Linked DNA regions of Pan troglodytes: region 1 is linked to region 2. Evidence: chromatin contacts called from public Hi-C data. All regions are on one chromosome and are shown on one strand. Each heading gives the region's core, a stretch centred on a gene start, on an enhancer-like site or on the middle of the called end of the contact. The rest is flanking DNA. Distances are from core to core; before and after follow the strand shown. Region 1 holds the start of LOC129135563. Region 2 overlaps DOCK4 (dedicator of cytokinesis 4).

Region 1 (7,295 bases), core at 2,474-4,973, 680 kb before region 2:
AAAAAAAAAAGTACCGCTGCTGTTACTAAAAAAATAAAATCTTCTTTTTAAAAACTAGACTCTTTCTTTAAACTTCATTAACTTCAGGAATAAATACACAGTCACTTAGGGATTTTGTATTAATAAAAGGACTGCCAAGTCATAAACTACAATTCAGCACTGAGTTAAATTAAGTCCCAAATTCTGCCCCAAAAGTGACCGTGAGTCACCTGATTAACCTCTGAACCTAATTCCCTTTCAGTAAAATCTAAGTTCGTATGTTCAAACGTCACCACCTTAACGGTTTTTTTTTTAATGCTTCAAATTTAAGCCTGTTATTGTTGGGCTGGATTTTTTTTTTTAACGGAGTTGTCTTTTTTAAAATCAAAACAAAGAATTTAGCAGATTTTTAAATTAACACAGCAAGCAAGTGGCCTTCAGATTTGCTTGCGTGGTGCCAAAGTAGTAAAGCATAAAGATTAAGCAATGAAGCCAAAATCTCAAAATTTCTTGGAGTGCTTAGGACAGGAATAAACAAAGACCTATGACATCACACTCTATTTCTGGATCTATCTTCCTCGTTTTTATGACTGAAGTCATGGCGATAGACGAGTGTCATCTGATTAATTTTATTAACATTTATTCACAAGTCAATTCACAGTTTTTCTTTTTCATAGCCTATTTCTAAGAGTATTCCTCCTATGCAGCTCTTACTCTGCTCCCTTAACTCATCAGTATTAATGATTTCTAAGATTCGAGGGAAAGAAAAAAAATACACATATATATGTATCAAGAAAAAGAACCCTGTATGAATGCCTGATATTTAGGTCAAACTCACCCACACGGTGATCCTAAGTACCATTAAAGAGATGGCACTCTAGGCACATAAAGTACTTACTTCTAGAGGGCTTACTAACAAGGTTTTGTTCTTTCTTAAAAATATTCTCTTTAAATTAAGTGCTATGACATACCTGTATAAAAGAAGTCAATTTTATTAGCTTCCTAAAACTCTCCACTAACATAAAAAAAATAAAGAGTTTAAATGGAAAACTCATTAAAGTAATAATGACAATTTGGTTACATAGTGGAGACCTCATTTGAATCCCATTTCTTTTAGATGTCATTTAAAAATACTAGTTGGGTAAGTGGCTTGTTAAGTAAGCAAAAGTTTGTGTAATTTTCCATCTCTTCTACTCAACTATTATTTATTCATTGTTTATTAAACAAGTAAAACATTCACATAGGACCAAGTTAAAGTTTTAAAAAGTAAATCTCACCCCCATACCTTTCCCCAGCTCCACTTCTGAGGTAACCACAGTTAACAAGTTCTAGCACACACTTCCAAAGATATTCAAAGCATGTATTGTGTTATAAATTAATCAAAGAATTATTTTCCACTTGTTTACATATGCTAAAATTCAGTGGTGAAATGGATCTTTTCTACTAAAATAGTGAAAAGGTAGCAGCAATAAAGCTGATGAAAGGTCACAAATGAGCCCTGAGGCAAAATTTAAAAGGCAATCCCCATACAGCCACCAGAGGCCTGTATAGGTACTATAAGCACAAAGAGGGAAGGAGGCTTGCCCAGAAACTTTAGACGGGATTAAAGGTTTGTGCGTGATCTAGGCCATTACTAACATCATTATAACTTTCAAACTTTAGCTTTCAAACTTTTCCATTTCATCAACAAAAGGGTAAAATAATAAAATAAATATCTTCTAGAAAGAATTCAAATGTTTGATTCAGATGAGGAAAAGCTGAAACACAGTGGTAAGAAATATCCTCAGACCAGGCACCGTCCCAGCATTGTGGGAGGCTGAGGCAGGAAGATCCCTGGGGACGAGGGACTCGTGACCAGCCTGGCCAACATAGACCTTGTCTCTACAAAAAATGTAAAAAATAGCCAGGAATGGTGTCACATGCCTGTAGTCCTAGCTACAGGAGGCTGAGGAGGGAGAGCTGCTTGAGCCCAGGAGTTAAGAGGTTGCAGTGAGCTATGATCACACCACACCGCACTCCAGCCTGGGCGACAGAGCCAGACTCCCTCTTTCCCTTAAAAAAAAAAAAAAAGTATCCTCAATTCACATAGAGCAACCAGAGGCCACAATAAACTAATTACATATTTTACATCTTGATAAAGAATGAATTTCATCAACATGGAGAGCATTCAAAATAAAGAGGCACCTAAAAAATGTAAAAAATTGCTGTTTTAAGAATCCCTCCCTATGGTCAATTACTAAATGTTTAATACATGATCACGAGTTTTTGAGCTTTTTTAAATGCCAGTTTCCAATAACCTTTAACAACATAACCCCATATTTACTTTTCTTGTGAACAAAGGCATATCATTCTGAGTGGCAGCCGTGGCGGAGGGGCAACTGTGTCCAAAAATACCTGATGGCTAATAGTTCCAGTGTGATAACGTCGGAGAATACTCCAATATTTAACTCCTGTTTAAATTTCTAAATAAAATATTACCCAGGTTATTTAATACTCGATTTGAGTTTATTGGGGTCTCTCCTAGAAGGGCCTTCCAATTCCAATTGGAATCCTTTTTCTTAACCATATAATAAGTAGAAAACCATAAATTCAGTTAAGCACCTACTCATCCCACCCAGGAAAAGTTTCAACTTCGTAGCGAGGGCACAATAACCTCAACTTTTAGCCAACTGCAACCTAAGCTCCTCACTACCCTGCCTCTCTGTGGCTCACTGCAGACAACATATAGAATGCAGCACAAAGGAGAACGCGTTTCTTCCCCCCGTGAGCAGAAGGTCGCCTCGGGTGGTCGCAGAGGTCCTAGAGGTTCAGGGCTTCTGCAGGTGCCAGTTAGGGGAAGGAGCACAGCCTAGGGGGGAGAAAGTGGTCCCCCCGCCTCCGACGCCTTCCCCTGGCCAGGTGGACATGCGAGACGGAAAGCTTCCCCGGCGCCTCTGCGTCACCCCGGGCCCACCGCGCAAGGCCCAGGCCGCGTGACGCAAGAGCCCGTCCAAACCCGCCGGACGTTTGGCATCCCAGGAGCTCCATGTTGGAGCCAGGGTGTCAAAGGCGGCCAGTGACTGCACGGACTCAACTCCCCGTTCTTCCCCACCCGTGGTCGGGGAGAGATCGGGCGAGATCGCCGCCGAGAAAGGAACTCTGACAATGGTTCCTTTCCCGCCCAGCTCCCGGTCAGCCCCTGTCCCGACACACTCTCAGGCCCAAGGACCCGTTCCTCCCTGCCCCCCACGGCCGGTGCCCAAGAGTCCGGTTCGCACGCCAGATCTAAATCGCGCGAGGAGCAGCGCCTAGGGCACGCTGGGAATTGTAGTTCAGTAGCCAAACCACGCACCCTGGAAATGCAAATGTGTACATCAGAAAAAGAACTACAACTCCCACCGTGCCCAAGCATGGAAGACTCGCCAGCCTGGCCGGCAACCGGGATGCCGGCAGCGGGGATACCCCTTACCTGCTGTCGCCGCCGTCGCTGCGGCTGCTCCTGACCCGCCGCCGCCAGCACTGCCACCGCGGTGGGGAGTGTTCCGCTTCTTGTTCTTCGGCATCGTGGGACGCCTGGTGCCGCCCAGAGTCGGAGCTTAGCGAGGATCAGCCGATGGAGCTGCACTTTTTACTCGTGCGTCTGTGCGGCGGGCGGCTGAGAGGCGAGTCTTCGGCTAACAACGGAGTCGAGAAGCGGCGGGGGTAAGAGTGGGCGGTGGCGGCAGCAGAAATCCCCGTGAAGAGCTGTGATCGAAAACGATACATGTTTCTCTCTAGCGCGGGAGCTAAGGCGGGGCAGGGGAGGCCACGACGCCTTAAGTAGCAATACCGCCACCTGACGTCACTCTGTGGGCGGGGCTTGAGCGCTTCCCAGCCAATCCCTGCACACCTCCCCACTGTACTCCTCCGTCGGGCGGGGCGCGGATCCTGCCTACAAATCCCATGCGGCCAGTCTTCCGTCCGCGCCCAGGGAGCCTGTCTTCGTGGCCTCACTGAATTCTGGGAAACGTAGTAAGGCTGGGGCCGGGGCCTCCTCCCGGCCGTCTCTTCCCAACGGGCTTTTCTGCCCACTTGCTTTTTTCTTGGTGACCCCACCCCTGCCTCGGCGCGCCCCCGCCTTGGAACTGGGTGAGGTAGGCACCGGCGATGCACAGTGGGGCGAGTATGCCCTATGACGAGAGTCGGCTTCCAGCTGGCAGCTATGCAATCACCTTTGCTTCTCTTTCTCCGGAGGCTGGTGTTCTCCTTAACCTTTCCCCTACTTCCCTGCGGCACCTGCCAGGCACGCAGCCTTACCTCTCCTGGGTAACATTTCCATGGTTTTAGTTTTAACTAGTTCCATGAACTACTTAAGCCATCATCAGTACTGTACCTGTAATTGGACCGTGGTTCAGGGTTATGTGCCCCCCATCCCTCCCCCCAAAAAAAGGGATGCTTTCGTCTACTTAGTTGTGGAGTTCGTGTATATCTCAGATTCTAGACTAGGAATATATGACGATTCAGCGTTGTGGGTTTCTATACAAGAATGTGTCCCTTGACAATACTACCTGCCAGTTCTGAGAACTTCACAGCTGGTAAAACAAACACGAGTTATACAGATCAATAATCGCAGTGCTGCCTTTTTTCTCAAGGCACTCCTAGATCTCTGTCTTCCTTGTTAGGACATTTGTCTAGTATTTAGAGCCTGTTATTAGGTTCATATACTATGCTTATGACAGATCAAAGTCCCTGACTCACCTCAATGTAGGTGAGTCATCCGCCACTCCACCTCTCAGCTGAGCTCTATTCTTCTATTTTCAATTGCCTGTAGCACATTTCCACCAGAATGTTCCACTTGTGCCTCAACCCAACATCTCTGAAACGAATACTATATTTCCTTCTTCCTGTCTTCCCTTTGTTCACTGTACTATTTATTATCCTCCCATATGTTAAATTCCAAAACTCAAATTCATAGTCTTTTTTCCCTTTGATGCACCACCCCCTCCCCACCCGCAAAGCAATTAGTTTTAAAATAGCACTCTTAAATTCCTGTCCTATTCTGTGATCACATGTGACCTCAGTTCATGCCTGGGCATTTTAAGTGATCTCCCAGTCTTTTCATCCATGTTTCATGCACAGTAATGCTGCCAGATTTATTTGTGTGTTCCCTATTTTACGAATCCACCTGCTTTAATAGTTGCTCAAAAACATTCCATGGCTCCCATGACTAACTTTAAATGCCAACCCTTTTAGCCTGGCCCTGACTCCCTTTCCAGCCTCATCTTTCACTGCTTCCTCATACAGTTCTCGTTCTTCAGCCAAACAGGACTGCTTTTCATTTCCAATACACAGCTCTGTTCTCCTACCTCCATTTCCTCATTCATATTCTTTCCTGTTCTTGTAATGCCTTTCCTCCCATCTTCACCTTAAGAAATTTTATCCGCCTTTCAAGATGTAGCTCATGCTGCCACCTTCCTGAAGCCTCCAGCCAGAATTTTCTTCCTCCTCACAACTCTTTGACACTCATCCTAATAATGCCCTAATGGCACTTACTACCTCCCCACATGGCCTACTCAAAGATGCTATTTAATGGGCAACATTTCAGGGTTGCTTTTACTTTGTTTACTTCTGAAGCAGCCAGTAAACTGCACAGAGCACAGAAACCAAATACGGAGGCAGGTTGTGGGGGAGGAAGCAGCTCACACTGACTCCTTGTATCTAGAGGCACACTGCAACTCAGTGACAGGGCCTATACAGAATGAGATGTCTCACAGAATTGTAGACTCAATAACTTTTATAACCCTAGGCTCTTCACCATCCAGAAACAATTTATACTATACATAAGGCAACAGTTTTGCCACTCTGGAGTCACATCACCTAGGCCTAACATCCAGGTTCCAGCCCTGGAAATGTGTGCTTTGCATTTGGGGCAGGGGCTTTTTTTCCAAATCCCTTCACATCCACTTAGTCGTTCTGCGGCAGGCCTGGCCATGGCCCACCACATCATATACGTACTTGTTTTACATTTATTTGTGAACACATCTGTCATCTCATGAAATTATCAGCTTCCCAAGAACAAAAATCTTTTCCTCTTTTTAATTTCTTTTCTTTTTTTCTTACTTTTCTTTCTTTCTTTTTTTTTAAATCTACAGGCCCAGGAACTTGAAAAAATCTTGCTGTATCCCTCATGGCACAAAAGGAAGTGTTACATTTGAAATTGAAATTATAGTTAGTATATATATAGTTAAATGAACATTTAAGAAATAATCGTTGACTAGATTTTTCTGGATCAAGGAAAGGGAGAAACTTATGTATCACTACATACATACATTCTGGATCAAGGAAAGGGAGAAACTACTTATCACTACAAACATGAAGTACAGCCTTCAGTATAATGAATTCTGAGAGATACTGTACTTTTGATAAAATTACCTTACTATAGTTTTATGCCTGCAGTTTAGCTCCAGACCAGTGCAAACATCACAAAGATTTAGCCCACCTCCTCATGGGACAGTGGTCTTCAGCTCCACATACTATTTTGCAATATGTTTAAAGAAATTAGAAGACTCCAAACATCAAGTCACTAAATGCTTACAAATACCAGAAAGGAAGGGGAAGCACGAAAGGGAACAGGAAAAAGGGCTTTCTCCAGACTTTGCCTTTTTCTTCAGGAAAGATCACACTCCCTAGAAACTTCCACCTACATGTTGACCAGAACTGTGTCACAGGATGATCCCTAGCTGCAAGGAAGTTTAGAACACAAGTATTTTTGTTTGGGCTCATTCGCAAACAAAATTGAGGTTCTGTTGATAAGAATGAAGGGGAAACCATGGATATAAGGTAGACAAATAGCAATGTCTGCCTCATATATCAGGAGGCAAAATACTCTCATGCTCTAATAAATAAATATCACATATTTGTTACCAACATGACATTATGTGCTGCCTCAACATTTAAGTCATTGTAAAATATATTCTCCTCTTACAAAACAACTTAGTTTAACATTCCATCGAACAGAAATCACCATCAGGGTAAGTATACTCAAATGTTGCAAAAATAAATCTTACATTAATCAGAATTTAGGGGCACACCTGAGAAGAGTTCTAAGTTCTCATTGATGACTTTGATTCAAGAACAAGTAATAAAGATAAGATTCAGTATTCATACCTTCCTTGAAGGCATAAACATGAAAGGTTTTCTTTGAATGACTTTAGTCATGGCCTCCTTGGGATTCTCTGCATAGCACTGAGCAGAAATAATACCTCCCAGATCCTCCATGTAGGGCTTGTCAGAATCTGTTTCTTGCCTGTATCTCCCAAATCACTTCTCTCATCACCTAACACAGTCCCTTTCCTAAT
Region 2 (6,974 bases), core at 2,507-5,006:
TCAGAAATAACCTTCACCATTCTTAACTGAAGGAGAGCATCATGAACGGCAGAATACTCACTCACTCACACACACACACACACAAACACACAAACAAAAAGCAGACAACAAATTTACTTTTCCTCCAAATTGTGAAATTACTCACATGAATTTGATATGTACTTTATAAAAATAATCTTTACACATGTGCTTATTAACATTTAGAGGGATACAATTGTTTTGTTTTCATACTTTGGTGCTCTGAGAATCCACCTCTTTGCACCTCATGCAAGTGAACCGGGAAGAGTGAGGCATTCTATTGGGCCTTATTAAATGCAGTAGAGAGTGAACTCATGATCTTTATCTGCATTTTTAACAATTGGGCAAACTTCAGATTGTTCCAGCGTATTTTTTGTTATAGTGTCTTGGTATGGGGCATGTGGTCAGTTACTGCCAGTGTCATGTTTTTTGGCTCTGTCTGTAATCCACTCAGTTATATAGCCCTAATTTCTTTTTTGCTTTCATCTCCAGAATAAGGAGTTTGTGTGTCGAGGGCATGACTACGAGAGGCTGGAAGCCTTCCAACAGAGAATGCTGAACGAGTTCCCCCACGCCATCGCCATGCAGCACGCCAACCAGCCCGATGAGACCATCTTCCAGGCAGAAGCTCAGTGTATCCGCACCTGCAAGGGCTGGACTCAGTGAGATTGCACTGGCTCTTAGCTGCAGAGCATTTTCATGCAAGGTTGTTCAGCCACCAGTCCCTTTTCAATAGCCACATCCTTACTGCTCCCTCTTTCCCATCATCTTAATTTTAGCTTAACTCCTTCTGAATAGAACTTAATTGTTCTATTTATTACGATGATGTCAGTTGAAAGAACTCTCTTGAAAGAATTTTTCCCTTTTAATTAAACCTCTTGTATAGCTCAACCCTGCCTTTAAAGCTTTTTTTTTAGTGATATCCTTTAGAATAATCTTCCTTTGACATATCCTGTGGAAACTGCTTAAGTTCAAGAAAATCATAGTATTGTGTTTACTGGCACATATTATTCACCCCTCCCCCCACCCTGATTATTTGTATTCTAGAATGAGGAATGGAAGAGAAAGAGCTACTCCAGTATCTTTTGGGGGCTTTTAGCTATGGCATCCTGAACAGCCTTTAATCATTGCTGTATAATTCATGCTCTTATTGTCTAAACACAAACAACTGAGCTGAAATTATATAGGTGTTAGAGACAAAGGCAGTTCACCCCAGCACTCTTTTCTGAACCCCTCTGCCTTTTCCTGAACCTGATGGTCTTAAAAAACACTTTTAAAACTTCCACTGACAATTATGAATACCATTTCAAAGCAGAAACCAAAATGCAAGACATGCAAGAAAGTACATAGGAAAAATATTTTGCTATCTTTCTTTAAATAAGAAGAGAAGGAGGTAAATATACAAGTTAATATGATACTCCTTTAATGTAATTTTTAAAAATATAAACTATAACTAAACACCCTGCATATGAATACAAGATTTGGGACAGCAGTTATCACAGATGTGGGAAGGCTAGGGACACAGATAATCACACAGATAAATGTAAGTCATCGTCAGTGTTCTAGTTTCTGTCTTTGGTCGTGGTTGCATAGATATTTACATGTTATTATAAGCAAACAATAAATTTAAATGTGTCATGCACAGACTAATAGATGTCTCATGAACAAGGATTAGGATTATCCTAATTCTGAGTACCTAAGGCCCAAACCATTCCCATCTACCTACACACACACACACAAAAATTAGTGATATCTGAATTCATAGGTCATGAAAATTTCAAGTCATGGAAATTTCAAGCTGATACTTTACCTACCTAGAACTAGTTCAAGACCTGTAGTTTGAGAAGTGATTTGCTAGAACTGAGTTCTTGGCATCTTCTTGGTAATTTTTTTAATGACTTCAACTGAAATGGAAACAGAAGATTGTTACCCATCCTCTTCTCTCTGCCATAGCTCAGCCCAAGCCAGACTTCCATGGAGTTTGCCAAGTCAGGTTCTCTCCTTGACTCTTTAATCCTAGATTTGCAGATATATGCTGTGACTCCCATTCCAGAGAGCCAGGAGGTCCTGCAGAGAGAGGGTGTTCCGGACAACATCAAAAGCTTCTATAAAGTGAATCACATCTGGAAATTCCGCTATGACCGACCATTTCACAAAGGCACAAAAGATAAAGAGAATGAATTCAAGGTACCATGCAATTCTTATTACATGCTAACTCCTCAGATAGACTGCGAGCCCCTTGGGGCACAGCCCTTGGTAAATATTTACTCAGAATAGTGTCAAGTGACAGAAACAGAAGGGACTATATAAATCATTTAGTCTAGTGGTTCTGCAGCTCCACGTGCATCAGAGTGACATGGAGTGCTCCCTAACCAAGCAGATTTCTGGTGCCCAGCTCAGGAATTCTGACTCAGTTGGTCTGGGAGGAGGTCCTAAAATCAGCTTTTTTGTAACAATTCTAATGCTGGTGGTTCTTAGACCAGTCTTTGAGAACTCCTGGCTGAAGTCAGTCCTCTTATTCATTTATGTTGAACCAATTGTGGGAATCTTGGGATGTTTATTTTCACGTAAAGTTCAATGAATAAAGAATACATAATGAACAGAGAAAAGGAGTTCCTGAAGACAGAGAACAGTTGGGTAGACTGCTGGTACGTTGGGTAAGTTATGTGCCATCTTTGCTGCTTGTTCTTGCTAGAACAGTGTGTAATTAGAACTTCTCAGGACTCCGAGTAAAACCAAATTTTGGATTCTTTGTGTGTGTTGAGTTCTCTGCTCTCAGTAGTTCCAACACGCCTTCCTACTTCAGCACCCTCAGCCAGAAAGGGACAAGGTTTCTCATAGCCCCACTGCAGAAAAGAGGCAAGATTGTTCAGTAGATAGAGTCTGCCCCTTTCTTTGCAAACAATGACATAGTGACACCCCCCCCAGTTAGTATTTCATATCTAAACAAAGAATGCAAAATTAGCTTATTTTTGTGAGTTAATTGGCTTAGCATTTTTCATCACAGATGTTCCCTGCTTAAGCTAGGAAATGTGCTCCTAACACGATTGTCTCATGTTAACTCACTTGGTCAGCTCTGCCGGTGTCAGTTCCCAGTACTCCCCGAAGTATTTCCAGGGATCATTCACAACCGAGAGGAGATCAGAAGGGGAAGGTTTTGCAGAGTTATGACAGGATTGAATAAAGAGCAGTCCCTTGTGCCCAGAGATTTGATGGGCTAAATATCAAGGCAAGGAGGCCACTGGAAAACAACAATGGGATAGTATTAAAAAGATCCATGATCATGTTCTTGTTTTTTCTGGAAACTTATTCTTTGTGCCTTCCAAAATCAATTAAAGAAGATATAGCTAGTTGATGATATAGTTCTTCTTGCAGTTGCTTTTAGTGACAACATAGTCAGAAATCACTGAAATCAGGCAATTGACTTGTTCAAAGTCACCTTCTAGTTACCGGTAGCTCCAGTCCTAGAACTCACATTTTCTGCCTCCTTCTCCATTGTTTTTTCCACCGTACTACATTTCCTTGTGGCTGTCACTTTAAATCTGTATCAGTGGTGCAGCAATCTCCCTAAAAAATAATAATAATAAATCTGGCTCCTGATTCCTCTGCTTTATAGCCCTCAGAATCTGGCTCCAAACCGCCCTCCAGAAGCCTCATCTCCACCACAACCCACTCACCCCTCCTCCCTCTCAGCCTCCGCGACACTCAGCTTCTCTCTTCCTCTCCCGCCAAGCCCTTTCGCAAGCCGCTCCTCCTGCCAGCGCTGCTACCCCCACTCTCCTCCTGGCAAACTCCTACTCACTCCTCAGAATGCAGCTCACGCGTCGCCCCCTCTGAGAACTGCTGTCCTCCTCCCCCAGGCTGGCGTGTGTGCCTGCATCCCCCTCTGTTGGCCCCCAGAGCCTTGAACATCCCTTTCTCTTCACTCTGAGCTCTTATTCATCTGCTTACCTCCCTGTCACCACCAGAACACTGCGAGCTCTTGTCACAGGATCTCTGCCCTATTCATCTCGGCACAGCTTGGCTGGCTCAAAGAAACTCTTCCATTTTTTTTTGTTGTTGTGGTTTGAGTAAATGGCACTATTTCAGGAATTTTGTAAAGTGTATTATCCTCTTGGGAATACACTTGGTTTAAGTAAGAAAGATGAGGCGTAGATACTAAAACCTGGTTGACAAAAAAGAAACGTGTCATCAACAGCAGCTCATACCAAAGGCAGCATGGTTTCACATGTCCTGGGGTTGCTCGTCCCGGCCAGAGGAAGCCCTGGCTCTAAAATACAGATTTGCCTCTATTAACAGCAGTTCAAACAAGCACAAGAAAATGTGGCACCGTAGATTTAGCAACTGACAAGGAGTCAGAGGTCCTAGTGGGTAGGTTCTAATGCTGGCTCTATCGGTAGTGTAGCTTTTGAGCAAGTCACATTGCTGCTTTAAGACCTAGTGTCTTCAAAAAAAAAGTAATTTTTTTGAGATGGAGTCTCGCTCTGTCGCCCAGGCTGGAGTGCAGTGGGGCGATCTCGGCTCACTGCAAGCTCCACCTCCCAAGTTCACGCCATTCTCCTGCCTCAGCCTCCCAAGTAGCTGGGACTACAGGTGCCCGCCACCACGCCCGGTTAATTTTTTTGTATTTTTAGCAGAGACGCAGTTTCACCATATTAGCCAGGATGGTCTTGATCTCCTGACCTCATGATCTGCCTGCCTCGGCCTCCCAAAGTGCTGGGATTACAGGCGTGAGCCACCGTGCCCGGCTGTGTCCTCATCCTTAACATAGATCATGCTGTGTGGTTCCTAAAGCCTTTGCTTCCCTTAGGACTCTTATTCTAATCTTACGTTGACAGGCTGATACATTGACTGGCTGACCCTTCTAGATATAAGTGGTTAGATGTTAAGGAGTGAAGAGAGTGTGAATTAGAATTTTGGAGAAATAGCAAAGAAAATAACATGATATAGCCTATTTTTGTATTTTTAAGCTTGCTGTTTGAAGTAGGAGCTCATTTATTCCACATGGAAAAAAGTTTGATGACATACAGTGGAATTGTTAAAATCAGCTTCAGCAGTCTCTCACTGTGATAGTTTCATGAGTGCTTGAATGAAGACTAAAGAAAGGCTGACAGGAATAAGCAAAGCCTGGTAACAGTGACCGACAAACACTAGTCATGGAAGTAGCTAGAAAGAAGGACAACTTGGGAGACTTAATGTGTTTTGTGTTTTGTAGAGTCTCTGGGTGGAGAGAACGTCATTATACTTGGTGCAGAGTTTGCCTGGCATCTCTCGCTGGTTTGAAGTGGAAAAGCGTGAAGTGGTAAGGATCAGAGCTTATTCTCAAGCACTTTCTCATCACAGTTGTTCACTTGGAGTTGTGCCGTATATTCATTACTTCTCCTTTGACCCAGATTCTCTGGAAGCACTCATAGTAAAATAGTGAATGTTTATGGTCTTGACCGCTATTACCAAGGCTGAGAAGGTGAATATTAATATTATCCTAATGTGTCCAGATGGAGGGATTCCTTGAAAACAACTCAATTTGCTACATGTAAAAAAACTATTCAGGCCCTTGAGTTAGAAGACTTGGAATTCCAGCTCTCCTAATTACTATAGCTGTATGACCTTCAGTGCTTAGTGTATCATACCAGTGCTAATACTACCTGCTTTATCTTATTTAATCATCATATCAAAGCTATGAGGTATATATTCTTATTCCTGGCTTTGCAATTTTTGACAAGAGGTCAAAATACTTTGCCAAAGATCACATAGCAAGATGTTGAAGAGAGACTCCAACCCAGATATTTCTGATTCCAAAGCCAATTATATTACTCTCTTCTAGCAGTAGGTTTCTTACAGGCTGAAGGAGGCTAATGTCAAGTCTCTGCACAGTGCCCGATGCACAGTAAGTCCCTGTTGTTACAGTTCCCAGTAGAAAGGATGGCAGCGTATTAGTCTCACTGAGCAGTCCTGGGTGGAGCACCCACTGTAGATCAGTGGGTGCCACTGTAGAACCTGGTAACCACAGCTCTCAAGAGCCCTCCGGTTGTAAAATGTGACCCCAGCTCCAGGCCCCAGTTGTGGAGAGCAGGGAGAGCAGCAGCTGAAGGCAGCCACATCCAGGGTGGGATCCCACCCAGCTGTCTGTGCTGTTCTTCCAGCGACAGCACCTCGATGTCAGCCATAGCCCTGCAGTCTCACAGCCTCCCTTGCTACATCCATTATAGCCATTTATTAACTTTATTTCACTTAGTGTGAATGTTCATTTGTTTCACTGCAGAAATAATAATGTGTTTGTTTTTGAGCCTGGGTCTCACCCTTTCATTACCATAGTTCTCTGATAGGAAGTGTGCCAATTGTGCAAATATAATGTAATTCATACCTTATTTAGGTCACAAGCCTATTCTGTCAATCCAGAAGAAAGAACAGCTCCTGACCAAATTGTTTTTCAAGAAATGTTTGTCTTACCTGGAATGTCTCAGCATTGAAACTACTCTCAGCCTATCATGTTCAATTAAGCTAAGGATTTAAAAATTAAAATTGAACTCTATTCAGCAGATTACATCAGTACAGTTGTATTCTTGTCCAGTCTGAGGTCCAGAGTCCCCAAAAGCTGGCTGCTTACATGTTGTGCCCTGGTACCTTCCATGGAAGTGGGGAGACCGCTAAACGCAGTGCTCAAAAAGTCTTATTATGCTTCCCGCTGAATGGCATGGGTCCAACTTGTAGAAGTGTTTTTAGTCATCCATGCTGCATTAATGATTCAGAGAGCCTTTAGCTACTTACTACCCAGAGCATTAAATCCTGTGAAGTCTCATCAATGGTCCTAGCCCTTGGAAATGTCATATACACATACAATGCTAATAAAAAATAGCATGCTGATAATGATAAAAGGAGCATTACTAAACACAACCTTTCAAACATCAGCTGCCTACTTTATTAGAATATGTAATCTTACGTTCTGTCAAATGGAA

What was found. A called contact is a pair of places that touch in the nucleus more often than the background predicts.
Region 1: a Hi-C map of stem cell-derived neural progenitor cells shows a contact between it and region 2, with 4 times the contacts expected there. The contact joins the promoter of LOC129135563 here to the enhancer-like site in region 2. A contact is called at or near these places in 2 of 7 Hi-C or Micro-C datasets (induced pluripotent stem cells and stem cell-derived neural progenitor cells) and 1 of 1 datasets of contacts at active chromatin or transcription factors (stem cell-derived excitatory neurons).

The regions. Positions count from the first base shown.
Region 1 is chr6:127,820,614-127,827,908 of NHGRI_mPanTro3-v2.0_pri, reverse strand. LOC129135563 reads right to left here and starts at 3,723. Exons shown (of 1, transcript XM_055078606.1): 1 at 3,565-3,723. The coding sequence starts at 3,723. The coding sequence ends at 3,565. The region is part of intron 2 of IFRD1 (interferon related developmental regulator 1); the gene reads right to left.
Region 2 is chr6:127,136,358-127,143,331 of NHGRI_mPanTro3-v2.0_pri, reverse strand. DOCK4 (dedicator of cytokinesis 4) reads left to right here. Exons shown (of 52, transcript XM_519315.8): 39 at 511-652; 40 at 2,039-2,205; 41 at 5,234-5,320. Among named protein-coding and RNA genes, the nearest start is that of IMMP2L, 190 kb to the right of the region's middle. Within about 2 kb of position 3,756, at least 14 of the 24 cell types and tissues checked have an H3K27ac peak or open chromatin away from gene starts, as enhancers often do. A contact at or near this core is called in induced pluripotent stem cells and stem cell-derived neural progenitor cells, where this site is marked.